Linked DNA regions of Sus scrofa: region 2 is linked to region 1. The links are chromatin contacts, called in public HiChIP or PLAC-seq maps. All regions are on one chromosome and are shown on one strand. The core of a region is the stretch at or near the end of the contact, and the rest is flanking DNA. Distances in the headings are between cores, read along the strand shown.

Evidence for each region. HiChIP or PLAC-seq counts read pairs in DNA pulled down with a chosen protein or histone mark.
Region 2: a contact with region 1 is called in an H3K27ac HiChIP or PLAC-seq map of alveolar macrophages. The contact joins the promoter of PUS7 here to the promoter of LOC106504991 in region 1. A contact is called at or near these places in 1 of 5 promoter capture datasets (liver), 1 of 47 Hi-C or Micro-C datasets (heart right ventricle) and 2 of 2 datasets of contacts at active chromatin or transcription factors (alveolar macrophages and skeletal muscle).

Annotation. Positions count from the first base shown.
Region 1 is chr9:104,911,395-104,914,104 of Sscrofa11.1, forward strand. LOC106504991 reads right to left here and starts at 1,411. Exons shown (of 3, transcript XM_013979822.2): 1 at 1,106-1,411; 2 at 177-800. The coding sequence starts at 1,411. The region is part of intron 1 of KMT2E (histone-lysine N-methyltransferase 2E); the gene reads left to right.
Region 2 is chr9:105,387,362-105,390,222 of Sscrofa11.1, forward strand. PUS7 (pseudouridylate synthase 7 homolog) reads right to left here and starts at 1,611. Exons shown (of 16, transcript XM_021102594.1): 1 at 1,356-1,611.

The DNA of each region.
Region 1 (2,710 bases), core at 161-2,660:
CGCATCCTTTTGGGAGGACGAAGGGAGAGGGAAGGGTCTTTCCCAAGGCCTAGGATCAGTATCCTTCCACCCAGTAGTGGCGCGCGCGCGCGAGCTCACCGATATCCAGACTTGAGGGCTACTCAGGGAAAAGGGATAAAGAACCAATCCCACCAAATTCCGAAACTTCCCCAAACCTTCAGTGAATTGTTGAATGCATCTGTTGTGAAACAGACGGAGACTCTGTCCACCTCTCTGCCTCCAGTTGGCCGTCTTCGAGCCTCCCTGGAGAGGCAACGGCGGGCAGCAGCCCACAAGCAAAATGGCGGCAGGCAGCTTCGTCCCCTCCCCCTCTGCCCCTGCGGAGCGGGGCGGGCGGGCCCCGTGCACTTGCCGCCGCCGCGGCCGCCGCCGCCGCCGCCGCCGCGGCCGCCGCCGCCGTCGCCGCCATTTTCCCAGAGCGAGCGGCAGTGACACTGAGCGGGCGCAGGGGGCCGAGTCGGAGACCGTGCCGGAGTCGGGAGCGGCAACAGAGGGGGCATAGACACTCTGAGCAGCCTCGCCGTCGCCTCTGCGTTCCTGCTGACTGCTTCGGTGCCCCCTCCCCTACTCCTCGGTTGCTGGTGAAGAGGCTTCGCGCTGCTGTTTGGGGAGGGGTGTGTGGAGCCGGGTCCTGTGTCCGCAGTGGCTGCTATCGGGGGGTCGCCTGACCGCGGAGGTGTGGAGAGACTCCTTGGGGGTCGAGCACATAACGGGGTTCGGGTGTCTGGTGTGTGAACATCGCAGGTCAGTGCCTGTCGTCTCCTTGGGAGTTCATGGGGCTTGCGGGATGGAGAGACGTGTGTTTCCAGGGGGAGGGGGCTTTCTCATCTTTATCCTTCCGGGGGGGCGGGGGGGAATCGACGTTGGCTCTCAGGTGTCTTGGCGGGGGCAAGACGTTGCTCGTTTGAATCGAATTTATTCTTTTTCCTCCCTGTCCCTAGAAAGGGAGCATTATGGCGGGTTTTAGGGTTGGGGAAGGGGGAAACTGGCAGTTAAACCCCCTAGAGAGTGGGAGTTAGGGAGGGGGCGCACTCCTCGCCGGCAGCGGGTTAGGGCCGCTTGGGTGAGGAGGGAGGCTTCTGACTGTTAGTGGGGTTTGTGCTCGAAGAGGTCCCAGGAGCTGCCAGCTCTCCCTTTCCTCTGCCGCATCTTGTTCAGGTGCTGGGAACCCGTATAGGCCCCATTTTCTTCTGCTACTTCCATTCTTGCCGGGCAGTCTGTGGCTTAATTTTCTCATAAATGCAAAGGGGGTGGAAAGAACGCCCTGGGTCTCTCCCTTTGTGGGAGAACGAGACCGCTCCTCATCTTCCCCGGGAGAGGGTAAACCCGCCCCTGAGGTGGTCACCCCAGTACCCAGCCTTCTCAGTCTCCTCCCCCACTCCTCTTGCATTATCGCCGTCCTTTACTGTACCGGAGGCTTAGAAGCCACAATATGGCACATTTCAGGAAAGCTGATTTTGACCAAGGGATTGGCACAAACACTGTGGCAGCAGGCACAGAAGAGAAACAAACGGTTCACTGTGCTAAACGGGGGAGGGGGAGAGAGAAAACAATCCGGAGGGCTCTCTTCCACCGGCCTCCGTTCGGTAGAGATCCGTTCTTGCCAGACTCTGTCTCAAGAACGATACAGTTTAAAGTCGAAGGGAAATCGCTGGAGTTAGCTTTAGAGTAAACCCCGTTTTGCCCATTTCCCCCCCTTTTTAGAGATGTGAATAGCGTAAGGTATTTGGAGTTCTGGAGACCTTGGAGAGAATTAAGTGAGGTGCATTCAACTCTGGACTGGAGACATCAGTACCTAATTGGCAGACAGTCCGTTTTTTCCTTGAATCTCAGAGATGGGCAGTAAAAAGTGAAATTTCCCTCTTTTGTCCTTTACAGATTCTAAAAATGGCGGCCCCAGGCTGATGTTGTGGTAATCTAATCAGCTCGGGTCCTCCACACCCCATGCAGTGCGTTTGTCTGCAGCATATTACAGGCTTATTATGTTTACATGAAAAGACTGGTTTTTGTTTTTTTTTTTCTTCCCCAATCCGTTTACACAAGTGTGTTGATTTTACTGCAAATTACAATGCTGTGTTTTAGTTGATTAATTTTATGGGTTTTTCCTGAGAGGCAAATGAAATGACACCACTTTTGAAAAAAATAAAAACACTCAGGTAGCCTTAGAAATTTCAGTAATGAGGCTGGGTGTTCTTGAATATTTTTAAAAAAATTATTTGGGGACAAAAAACAGTTTCTGTTTGGTTTAGCCCAAGCGTCTATTATTCAGTAACAAAGTAAATTAAAATATTTAGCAAGTGTAAAGTATTACACTATTTTGTATGATTAAACGTTTTAATCTGGAGTGGAACGTTTCCCATCCAACTCTTGACCAGTTTTTTGAATTTTGGTTTTTGTACTCTTTGAGTTTAATTTTTAGGGAGCTGTACAAACAAGCCTAAACCTGTTACTTCACTGGGTGTGGAGATACTTGTTCTCACTATTATATTTTGCATCCATTTTTCCCATATATTAAAGCATTCCTTAGGAATTCCTTAGATTAATTAATTGTGAATTTGATAAAGTGGAGTTCCATGCTTTGTTGCCCTTTGAAATTGTCTTCTAGCATGCTGTCAGAATTCTGTAAGTAAAAAAGTGAGGCTGTAGTTCTTAATTTTTTTTCCTTCCCAAACATGCCCATTTATCCCAC
Region 2 (2,861 bases), core at 361-2,860, 480 kb after region 1:
CTATCTATGACAAACCCTTCAGCTCTCATAACAAAGAGCACTCTCTTCGGGGCAGAGCACACTTGACACTCTAATGTGCGAAGTCATTATTAGGTCCATCAGATTCCTTCATTCCACAAATATGGAGCACCTCTGTGCGTCTGGCATTTTTCTAGGCATTGGGGAACAGAGGAAAATTTCCTGCCCTCATCGAGCTCACATATCGGAGAAAAAAATAGAAAACAGCCACAAACACAACTGAGTAAGGACAGTGAGAGTAAAAGGAGTGCTTTATAGTGCAGTCTAAGGAGATGCCTTTTGAGCAGACTTCAAAGAAGAACTAGACATGAAAAGAGGTGACTGTTCTAGGCAGTGGGAACAGGGCCTGAAAAGAACCTAAGGCAGGAGCAAACTTAGTAAACAGACCAGCTGGACTGTCATTTCTCTATCTTACTTGCAGGCAGAAGCCGTGTTTTATTAACCGCTCTACCGCACCAGTTTCTATCAAAAGACGCTGTTCAAAAGAAGTAGTTAAATTGATATATGGGAACAGTTGGCTACGTTGCCTAATGACTAAACAAAATCATTGCCCATCCATTCCCTTTGGTCTGACAAAGAAACTAAATATTTAAAAGGTTAAACCCTCTCTAAACCCTATTTCTTGGCAGGCACCAATACCCAGGCAATGAGGATGTACTTTTAAACCTCTTGGTGCAGGGCTGGCGGTAAAGATTCCGTGCAGATGAGTTTCAATACGCCCAGCAGCACCTCCTGCAGCCATTCACTAACCACCCGGCAGAGGACTGCCAAGAAAAAATCTGGCTTGCTCCTACACTGGGAAACGTACACAAAAAAGGCAGTGTCCGGAGTGCCTGCTCGCCTAGCACTTGTAGACTCCCGGATAGTAATGATAGATAATTAAGAGGACGAAAGCACGTGGGCTGGACCCGGTAGAAAAGTGGCCAAGACGTGTACGGGAGCTGTAAAGGGCTTCGAGATAAAAGCCAGTTTTCTCTTACGGGAGAAAGGAGTTTAGGGAGCCTCAGAGGCAAAGAAAGGGAGGAGTGAGACAGGGAGGAGTGAGACGGGGATCCTCCGACTGATCCGCGGGGACGAGGGAGGACCGGCCGTGAGGAAAGCGGGGGTGGGGCTGGCCCCAACGAAACGCAGAACACGCCTGGCGCTAGCCGCGCTCCCCCGGGCTCGATCCATAATGGAGGAGCCGTGGGCGTGCCGAGGGCTCAGACCCTTCCCGATCCACAACCGGGACGCCTCCTCAGTCCACACTGCTCCTTCGGGCGGGGTTTGGGGGCCAAGGCGCCGAGCCGACGGCTGGCCGCGGAGCCCGGCCGGCTGAGGCGAGGCCGCGCACTTACCCGGGGCCTGAGAGCGCGGGTGCAGCGCGGGACGGGCGGCGAAGTGGCGCACGCGCTGCTCCGGACGCAGGAGGGCGGAGGCGGCGGCGAGGGCCAGTCGGAAGAGCCAGCTGCCACGGCGGCCGGGAAGAGGCAAGGAGAGCAGTCTGAGACCGGGCCCGCAGCGCTGAGGCGTACTAACCGCCGCCAGCCTCCCACACGTGCGTCGCAACGACGTGCCGCTGCCGGCTCGCCCCACCCCTGGGGTGGAGCCCGCCTTCTGCCGCCGACCACGCCCCTCACCGCTGCCTGCCGCTGCTGATTGGGGAGAGGTCCCGCCCATTCCCTCCCACTCCTGCGCAATGGCCCTGTGGAGGACGCCCTCTGGCCCCCTTTGGCCTTGCCACCTGCGGGGCATGGAGCTTTGGTGAACCTTTCAGTCCGGGAGTCTCCGTCGGTCGCACCTGGGCTTTGGCGGGGACAAAAAGTGATTTAGTCATGCCCCAGAGTTCTTTAGAATCATGAGCAGCAATTGCATATAACTTGTCTTATATTAACGGTTTCTTTGAGGGAGAGTAATGAATAATGATTTTGGTAGTTAGTGTAGAAACATGGGTTTGGATATATTCCCTGATTAATGTCCATCTTTTAAGACTTGTAAAAACAAATCTAGACAAACAGGTCTTGCTTGTTGGAAGATTAACTATTGAAAGTACGTTCGTTTTTGGGGGGTGGGGGGATGTGCTTGGGCTGTGGGATGGAAATCCTGTGAAATTAGATTGTTATAATCATTATACAACTACAGATGTGATAAATTCATTTGAGTTATAAAAAAAATGAAAAAAATAAAGTTTAATAAAGAAAAATGAAAAAAATTCCACCATTACAGAACATTGTAAATCAACTATATGTTAATTAAAAAATTTTTTCGCCATTAAAAAAAAAAAGTACATTCGTTTTAATGTCAAGGTGGACATTAACATCCCTGACCTATACATTTGACTGTTAGCAAAAGAATATAAAGTGTGGCAACTCCCAGTCTAGGGGAAAGAAGAACAAAGTAGCCATAAAACGTATGGGGCATATCCGTCTCTAAGACCATTGCCCCCCCCCCCCATTGGTTAAAGCCTGATATAGGTGACTGGACAAGAACAATGGGGGAAAGGAATGATATCCGGACCCCACGTTGGTATCCAGTCCTTAAGAAATAAAAACCTCCATAGAACAATAGGAAGGGGGGACTCTTCCTCCCCTTCCCAGTGTCTGTGCTGGGAGCTATTTGCTTTCCTGTAATTAAAGACACTTGCTTGCTGCCTTGTGTGTGTTGGTGAAGTTCATTCTTCGGCTCTGTGAACAAGAACCCAGATTCTGGTAACATCTTTCTGGCATCAGTAACAAGTTTGTGCGTCTGTGTGAGGAAAAATAAAATTCCCTACTCATGCCATGCTCTTCAAGTAGCACACATTTCCTGCCAAAAGGCTGGCCTCTAATAGCTTTTGCACATTTAATATTTTGCCAAATTCCAAT